2 separate regions of the Mus musculus genome follow, and region 2 is linked to region 1. The links are chromatin contacts, called in public Hi-C maps. All regions are on one chromosome and are shown on one strand. The core of a region is the stretch at or near the end of the contact, and the rest is flanking DNA. Distances in the headings are between cores, read along the strand shown.

Region 1 (4,962 bases), core at 1,535-4,034:
CAGGCCCTTTGTTCTCTTACGCCCTTAAAGTACCAAGTACATGGTACTGAATATCTGTTACACTGCGGGAGATCCTGGGCAGCTTTAATGGACTATGACAGATCAGTGCTGACTAAAACTCTCGTGGAGACTTCCTGTTGCATGTCCAACTCGACACACCCAAAACCGATCTCCAAATCTCTCAAAAATGTCCTTTGTTTTTCTAACACTCTGGATCCCATCTTCATATCACATCCAATGATCTTTCATTTCTGTTGTTAGCCTTTCCTTCCAAACTTTTCTCAGAACTGGCCCCTCTGTGTTCTTTTTTCTTTGTATCTTCCTGATTATGTAGCACTTGCTACATAAGCTTAATAAATGACCCGTCTGTCTGTTTCTTGGTTACAGGTGGCATAATGGCCAATCAAGTCATCATATTATTTTCTCCAATAAAAATAACACAAGTTTCTGGAGCACTTCATCCTCCACAATCTCCATTTTTTCTTTACACCAAGATAGTGAGGCAGATGGAATCAGCATTAAGATTTCCACTCTGTAAAGGAGAAGGCTCAGACTCAGAGAGGGACTGAGCTGTCTGATATGCGGATGCTGCTACCATGTGGAGCCACGAGTCTGACTCAAGTCCAGAACTCAAGTTCTGATTCCAAGTCCAGTGCAATTTCCATGCACAGGTTTATCTAAAACAAACACGTGCTGCCAAAATGTATAAATTACTTAATCTAGTTCAAATTTACTTCTAAATTCATCTTCCATGGCCATTTCAGATAGTTTGTGTCAACCACATTGCTTTAGCTATCCATGACATTTACTGCCACTTTTTGCCACAGATTTGCAGTATCTTTATTTATATCCTGACTTGGATTCCTTCAGGAATATAGCCCGGAGAAGTATAAATGGGTCATATGGCAGTTCAATTTTCAGTTTTTAGAAGCACTAGCTGAGTTTTGTTAGTCGACAGTTTTCATATTTGTGGTTTCAATCCTGGCACTATAGGAGGAGACCAAATACAGAACCCTTGATGATCCTTCTATTAAAGATGCTTTTGACTTGATACGTTCTTTTAAAAGTCATTGTCAAAGGAGCTTAAAATAAAGCCACCCTTTTTCATGGACTATTTCAGAAGTAAAGGTCTCATTTGATACATTGTATTCTGATTCGGTGTGCATGGAAATAGTGTTCTTTAACTACTATTGAAGACCACTGGAAGAAGAAATATGTTATTAATCTACAGTAATTATCATATGCATAAAGCTTTAACAAAATAAAAAAGGAAACAGTTTATTCTAGTATTTAACTATAAACACACAGATATACATGATATAAAAATCACAAGGTAATTTCTAGTGCAACAACAAAGTTTAGCAATTGAATCTGTCATTCAGGAATATTTTCTCCTCTTGTTTGAAAATACAATTTTTCAAGACTTTCAATACTTATTAAAATACACTTTCTGAAAAGCAAACTATGTAATCCTGATTTCTTTGTATTCAATCCTTAGCACACGTTTACCTTCCCCAACGTATGATCACTGCATGCCCTTGTCTAACTCTTTACATGTGCCATTTCTAGGCCTACCAACTGATGTTTCTCCTGTTTCCTTGTACATTTTGCCTTTTATTTTTCCTCATTGGATTCTAGACACATCTAGAGACTGCCATACCCGGGGATCCATCCCATAATCAGCCTCCAAACACTGACACCATTGCATACACTAGCAAGATTTTGCTGAAAGGACCCAGATGTAGCTGTCTCTTGTGAGGCTATGCTGGGGCCTAGCAAACACAGAAGTGGATGCTCACAGTCAGCTATTGGATGGATCACAGGGCCCCCAATGGAGGAGCTGGAGGAAATACCCAGGGAGCTGGGGGGATCTGCAACCCTATAGGTGGAACAACAATATGAACTAACCAGTACCCCCCTAGAGCTCCTGTCTCTAGCTACATATGTATCAGAAGATGGCCTGGTCAGCCATCAGTGGAAAGAGAGGCCCATTGGTCGTGAAGACTTTATATGCCCCAGTACAGGGGAACGCCAGGGCCAAGAAGTGGGAGTGGGAGGGTGTGGGGAATTTTTGGGATAGCATTGGAAATGTAAATGAAATAAATACCTAATAATAATAATAAAAAAAAAAAAAGAAGAGTGACAAAGCTGCCTCCTGGATTCTTGGAGTTCAAGGCCAACCTAGTCTAGGCCACCCAAGGATACACTAAGACATTGTCTCAAAAAAAAAAATCATTGTTTCAATAATCATTTTAATATTTTCTAATGTAATATTTAAACAAGTTATTTTTCCATTTCTGTACTTTGGTAACAAAGAAAACCAAAAGCTGGTGTGACTGCAGCACAGTTCTATAGAAGGGAAAAATAATGAAACAAACAAAAGCTGGCCTGAGCAAGCTGGTCCTGTTTCCTCTTACATGCCCCATTCTGTATTGGTGAGAGCAGATAATGAGTAGTGCTTTTCCTTTGTAACAATTCATTAATCAGAGAAATGATCCTTGCTGGTGTTTAGATGTTTTACTTAATTTGGTACCTCTGGCCTGCTGCCCCACTCCTGCCAAAATTATTATTTCTCACCCAGCAGGTGATAAATAACAACTTCACTCGTGATTAATACCATGAATCCTTCAACCTGACTAATGCAAGGGAAAAAAAAAGAAAAACCCAACTTGAGACCTAGAGAACAAGTGGGTGATAATTGTGAGGCCCGAGGAAGCTCTGCTCCACTTGTGAGGGGAACATCCACAGGAAATGAGGCGTTTGCCCACAGTCCAGCTGATCCTCTGAGGTTTCATTAAGCCCATCTCAGCAATACTCGCCTGTGCGGTCCCAGTGCTGGGTTTGCTTGTTCCTAACACTCTAAAGGTTCTAAGTACCTTTAGAGAAGAGAAACCACCAATGTGCTTCTGCCTACATTTAAATATATATTAAATGGGTGAGTGACCAAATAATAAATGAGAAAATGGAATTCTTACCCAAGTATTAGACACTGTAACGGGTCATTTGGGAGCTACACACGTTCTCTCATTACTTCTGAAACACTGCAATCGTGTACAAATGTAGCTTTGCTCAAAGCCACAGCAAAGTTAACATTTGCTACTAGTAAAAAGGAAAGCTCTTCACAATGGCCAATAACTAAAGCCACATGATGCCATCAACTTTATTACTATTGTTTAGCACTAGACACAACTTAAGCGCCAGCGGTCCTTAGTCAGGCAGAGGGTAAGATGTACTACAGAGAAAGCTCCTTGCCTCCTCAGCAAATGCCTTTACATTGCTTTTTTTTTTTTTTTTTTTTTTTTTTGAGATGGGATTTCACTGACTAACCCTGGAGGCCCTGACACACACTGTGTAGGAAAAGGTGGCCTTGCACTCAGAGATCTGTCTGACTCTTGTGTGTTGGAATTAAACCACCATGCCCACTGGTACATCACAGTTTTAGTCCCAAGTCAACGGGTTTGTGAAGGGAGTCAATCAGATGAATGTAGCCCAAGATATGTTTGACAGACAAGTAGTTTTATTTTAACTTTTTAAAAATTTTAATGCCGTTACATAGATGGATGGGTCCTAACATGGCAGAGCTCCCACTAATAACACCTGTCTGCCTTTCTGATTGAGTGTGTGACGGCTGCTTAAATGGAGAGGCAGGGAGCAATGACAACAAGGCATACAGTCATGTGGATAAAATGACATGGCCACAAGCTGACATTCTCAAAAATCACACACTAGGTACTGAATTCTTCAACCAAAACCTGTTTTACTTTATCTAAAGCGATGTGTGGTATAGCACCAAATCACTTGAGAACTGTACAGTGGTATAAGAGACAAGGAAGGAGGTACAGGAGACTAACAACCGGGCTGGGTGTCTGGCTTAACCAGAATCTGAAGTGACTAGCCTAAGGCTGGAGCTCATTTCCCGGAATGTTTCCTTGCACTAGGAGGACAGAGACCTAGATGAACAGCCAAGTGTAACTAGGCCTCAAGAATCCTTAAGGCTCAGCACTAGCCTGGGCTACCCCTAAAGCTTTAAAAAGGAAGTCTCTATTTTCTACGATTCAGAGAACAAAAGAGAATTATTATTTATTTAATTAAACCTTATTGGGCTATAATTTATATACAGTAAAATGCAGTTTGATAAATGTATATACCTTATAAACATTAAATCAGAATAAATTTTCATTACCCTCCAAAACCACGCCCCTCTGCATTTAACCCGATAAGAACCAGAACCGTGGCCCCAGGCAACCAGAGCTACTACTGTGGATTAATTCTGATTTAAATTTCACACGCTGTTTGCTCTCTCCAGAGTACTTACTTTACACAACCCAACCCTGGCTGTTTGTTGAATGGACTAAAATAAGCACTCTAGGGACTGGACTCAGTAGTTAAAAGTAGCTGCCATTCTCAGGTCCAGACCCAGCACCTGTACTGCAGCTCACAATTACCTGAAACTTCAGTTACAGTGACTTGGTATACATACAAACATGCAGACAAGGACTCACACAAAACAACAACAACAAAAACTGAAGTGGTGGCAAAGGCCTATAACCCCAGTACTCTAGGGACAGAGGCAGACTAGTCTCTGTGAGCTCCAGGCCAAAGCTACACAGTAAGGTATTGTCCCTCCCCCCACCCCCCCAACCATGGGATGGAAAGATGAAAATTACCCCTTACAAGTTTTAGCTTGAAGTCTGGCAGTGGTGGCGCACATCTTTAAACCAAACACAAAGAGGCAGAGGCAGGTGGATCTCTGAGTTTGAGGCCAACCTGGTCTATGGAGAGAAGCCCTGTCTCAATGGAGAGAGAAGTGTTAATTTGGAGTTGAAATACAAATGATAAGAAAGACTCTGTCAGCATGGAGGGGCGAAGGGTTCCTCCCCATGTGTCACTCCTCGAAGAGAAGCCAATGGCAATTACTGGCTGCTGGGAAGGGAGTCACTTTTCTTTGGGAAGAGGGAAGCA
Region 2 (4,273 bases), core at 1,044-3,543, 180 kb before region 1:
TGAGACAGACCTGCTTCCTGAACTCAGAGCTCACCAAGTTGAGCCAACCAGCTTGCTGAAGGAAGCCCCAGCCTCTGCCTCCCAGGTTCTGGGATTCAAGCTGGCTACTGTACCCACCCAACTTGGATGTGAGTTCTGGGGATCCGAATGCTGGTTCCAGCACTTGGCCAGCAGGTGCTGTATCCACCGAGCCAGCTCCCCAGTCCACACAGCTGAAGTTCTGTTCGTGTATCAGAATCCTTTAAAATCTTGAACATGAAATATTTATCTGTGTTTTAAATTTCATCTAGTAAACTAGATGCCTGATATCATGTCAGTAAATGGCAAACTGAAGAGAGCAGATGAAGTTCATTGGCTTTAATGGCTCTGAAAGGTGGCACAGGTGGGAGAGGCGCGTTTGAACTCCAGAATTCCTTCATCAGCGAGATCTCCACTCACCAGGAATGTAGGACAGTGATACCATTAGTACAGTTGTAATAAATACCCCAGGGTTATTTACAAGAATCCACAGTCCTTAAACCATCCATTTTGAGATAGAAGCCTATTTTAAATTGTATGAAGCATTTCTAATTAACTTTTATCACCAACTCAATAATTAGAATCCTATACCACCAAGAAACCTTTTAACCTTTACTTTATAAGATAGCACGGAGAGGACTTTGGCCATGATCTGCTGAAGTCCCTCGCCTTGACATGGGGAAATTTAAGGTAATCAACGGTCATGTAAGGACCCCAGGGAATGGGTGGCAAAGCCGACACAGAGGCCTATGGCTGACTCCCAGGTGCTCACACACTGCATCTCACCTTTGCTTCCCTCAGAGGAGCTACTCAAATCACCCTTGCTTCTCGTGATAAAGCAGCTTTCCCAACATATTGTAGACCTACTGGTAGGTAAGTTTGAAGCTGTAAACCCACCCCGCAAGAGGTAAAGAGTTAGAAAGGTAAGCGCACGTTCCATCCAACTCTGTCAGCAATGGCTCTGTGCCCAGCTGTGTAGTCAGAGCAGGCCTTACTCTTGAATCTACAGAGCCTAGGGTGGCCCTGGCCACTGAAAGGTCTCAAGGAAAGTCTTGGCTAAAGACTTAGGGGCTGGGGCTGAGCAGTGCACTTTGCCCTTCCGTGTAGTGCCTTCAACACCTGGCTTAGTGCCTAGTGGCTGTGGGGTTTAATCTGATGTGTTAGAAGGCATCCTATGAATTGCCATTTCTTTGCCTGTTGCTGTGATCTCTTTAAATGGAAACTGTTACAGCTGGGGGATACGTAGCACTATTATTTAAACAATAACATAACACGCTATGGTGTTCAACAACTTTGTGATGGCCTTGCTGTTGCTGCTCTCGTGCCTTATTCCTGCAGAGACAATGGCATGTTTGGTCTTTTCTTTCTTTCTCTCTCTTTCTCTCTCTCTTTCTTTCTTTTCTTTTTTTTAATAAGAAAGAGGTAGCACAATGCCGTTCTGTGGTGATGGAAGAATTCGGATCATGGCGTTGGTACGTATATCTACACATACGATGACATTGCATAGAACTATATTCACACAAGAATGAGCGCACACAGAGCAGGTGGGACAAGAATAAATCGCATGAACTGTACCCATGTTGGTTTCCTGTGTTGACAGCATACTAGAGTCTTGTTAAATGTCACTATTGGGAAAAGCCAGGTAGTGCACAGGTCTTATTTATGCTATTCCGAAGCTTCCTGAGAACATGAAATTATTTAAAAATTTAAATTTCATTTAAAGTGAAATCAGGAGTTTTCATTTTTTGAAACGTCCAAGAGATTTCATTAAAGAGGTTTTTCACTGTTTCCTCTGCTTTTGAAAAGAATCCATTGGCTAAAATTCTCATCTCCTCCTAGAGATTACTACTATTAAAAAATATACAGCATTTTAAATTTTAATATTAAAATATATAGCATTTTTACCAGGCAATGTGGTTGTAAAGTCTGAGACATGTTTCTGGTTTGTTTTTATGTCACTCATTTAAAAATATTACACTTTGAAGTGTAGATTATCCGTGCTGAAGTGTAAAATACTGATCATCAGCAGGCAACTTTAAAATTATAATAAAATCAGAGTGGCTGTTACTTTAAGAATGTAAACGCCTGCAGGAAGAAACTAGAGAAAACGGGTTTTAGGCCTCATTATGTTCTTAAGAAAATATAGGAACATGCCCCCTCCCCAAACAACATTTTTTTTTTTTTGTTTTGTTTTTTTCATTTACTTCCCTGAGACATTCTCTTTTCTTTTAAAAAGCTGGCCGACTCAGAATGAAGGGACAAATTTGTATTTGGCCACTAGGTGGCACTGTTGGTGGCGTCGTGGGCTATATGGAGGGGGGAGGGGAAATTGAAAGCAATCTATTCGAGGAACTTGGGGTTTTTTTGTTTATTTGTTTTTGTCTTTTGTTGTTGTTTTGTTTCTTTTGGGGGGAGTGTCTTGAGGGTTTGCTTTAAGTAAAGAGAGAGGGGAGGGAGGGACGGGAGGAAGGAAGGAAGGGAGGAAGGAAGGAGGAAGGAAGGAAGGAAAGAGAAATCCTGTCTTCCCCCAGAGGTATGACGTGGAAAGGAAAGCTTTAAGCAGCCCTTCCCCCAAGCCTTGCCCCCTCAACCCCCATCCCCGTCACCACCGTTCAGACCACAGGAGGATGTTAGGATGGAGCGTCCTGTGGAGCCATGTGACACCTAACAAAAAGGGCTATGAAAGGCATATCCGTTTCAATAACCCCGCCACCCCGCTGGAAAGCAGAGCTAGGTTCTCACTGTCCCCAAGCCTGACTCTGTAAGCTGTGGTGAGATGCAAAATGTGGGACCCAGGCCAGGGGCAAAGGGACAGCTAGGGTCGCCAGGTTGTGAACAGGGAGGTAAATACGATTCCTGCGTATCCTCGAAGTGCAGTTTAGTTCTGCATGTGGCTCTAAGAAAGGAGAACCCTTTCAAATCCAAGGGCCAGCCCATCCAGAACAAAGACTTTACAGGCATAATCGCCAGATTTGTGTGGCCTGAGAGCTTTGCAGGCATGGTGCCTGGCCCGGTGTAGGATGGGATTTCTTGGTCCAACCTGCCCCAGAAGCTGCTGCCACAGGCTAGTGAAATTTCAAGGAGGTCTCTGTCTGCTGTTTAACTCTTCCACTTTTCTGAGGGGGCTGTAGAAAGTGAGTTCTAGAAAACCCAAAAGCTGGCACGGGAGATAAGTAGGAACAGAGAACATGGAGCGAATGAACACCACCCCCCCACCCCCCCCATGAACGCCTGGAGAACCATTTTAAATGGAGATATGGATTGAAACCTAAAACCTTGAACTTCCTACTTAAAAATAGCCCCTTGAAAATTAGCGGCATACTCGGTTGCATCAGATGATCATGTCTATCCTGTGCCATACATTCTCCATCCAGGGTTAGTAATTTCATTTTAACCACAGTCCTGGGCAAGGCAGTGAGACAAATGTGTGTACAAATGAGGGGGAGTTAGCAGCTGATACTGACCACGTGCCACATATTCAGCATCTCCTGTGTATTAACTCACTGTGGTGCTGTAAATGAGAAGAACCCCATAGGTCATATGACGGAATGCTTGGTCCCCAGTTAGTGTAAGGATTAGGAGGTATGACCTTGCTGGAGTGGGTGTGGCCTTGTTGTAGCTGGCCGTGTCACTGTGGACAGGTTTTGAGGTTTCAAACACTGCTTCTGCATCAGGGTGTAGCTCTCAGCTACTTCTCCAGCACCAAGCCTGCTTCCATGTTCTCCATGGGAAGAATAAGAATAGGAAGAAAAATATGCTAGCTCTCTGAGGCTGTAAGCAAGCCCCCATTAAATGTTTTCTTTTATAAAAATTGCCTTGGCCATGGAGTCTCTTCACGGCAATAGAATAGCAACTAAGACACTCACCAAGTCCTCAAAAAAAAAAAAAAAATACAAGCAGGTTCTAATTATTATTCTCACCACAGAAGAGAAAAATGTCAGGGAGACTCAGTATCTTGTCAACAGTTACAAGGTCTGCCCCCCCCCCCCCCCAGTTCCATTCACACCATCTCTGAGCTACAAAAGCCAAGCCCTGTCCAGGTAACCCAGCCTGCCCTGGTTGGATCTGCCATCTTGTCTCTTGTGAACTGCCTATCCAGTTCGGATGTTAATTATCCAGACCCAGATGTTTCACAATGTGCTCTGTCTACCTACTGCACAATGGCCAGGCACTACACCAACAGATAAAAGCATCCTGGGATGAGCGGTACCAGTCTTTGCTGACTATGCCTTTTGAGAAAGACAGCTTCAGCCAC

The links. A called contact is a pair of places that touch in the nucleus more often than the background predicts.
Region 2: a Hi-C map of the HPC-7 cell line shows a contact between it and region 1, with 4 times the contacts expected there. The contact joins two enhancer-like sites. A contact is called at or near these places in 1 of 39 promoter capture datasets (the 3T3-L1 cell line), 6 of 484 Hi-C or Micro-C datasets (the 3T3-L1 cell line, 3T3-L1-derived adipocytes, the HPC-7 cell line and 3 more) and 1 of 115 datasets of contacts at active chromatin or transcription factors (embryonic stem cells).

The regions. Positions count from the first base shown.
Region 1 is chr2:74,877,528-74,882,489 of GRCm38.p6, reverse strand. No RefSeq gene overlaps it. Among named protein-coding and RNA genes, the nearest start is that of Mtx2, 54 kb to the right of the region's middle. Within about 2 kb of position 2,784, at least 2 of the 459 cell types and tissues checked have an H3K27ac peak or open chromatin away from gene starts, as enhancers often do. A contact at or near this core is called in the HPC-7 cell line, where this site is marked.
Region 2 is chr2:75,053,396-75,057,668 of GRCm38.p6, reverse strand. No RefSeq gene overlaps it. Among named protein-coding and RNA genes, the nearest start is that of Gm46748, 6.1 kb to the left of the region's middle. Within about 2 kb of position 2,293, at least 77 of the 459 cell types and tissues checked have an H3K27ac peak or open chromatin away from gene starts, as enhancers often do. A contact at or near this core is called in the HPC-7 cell line, where this site is marked.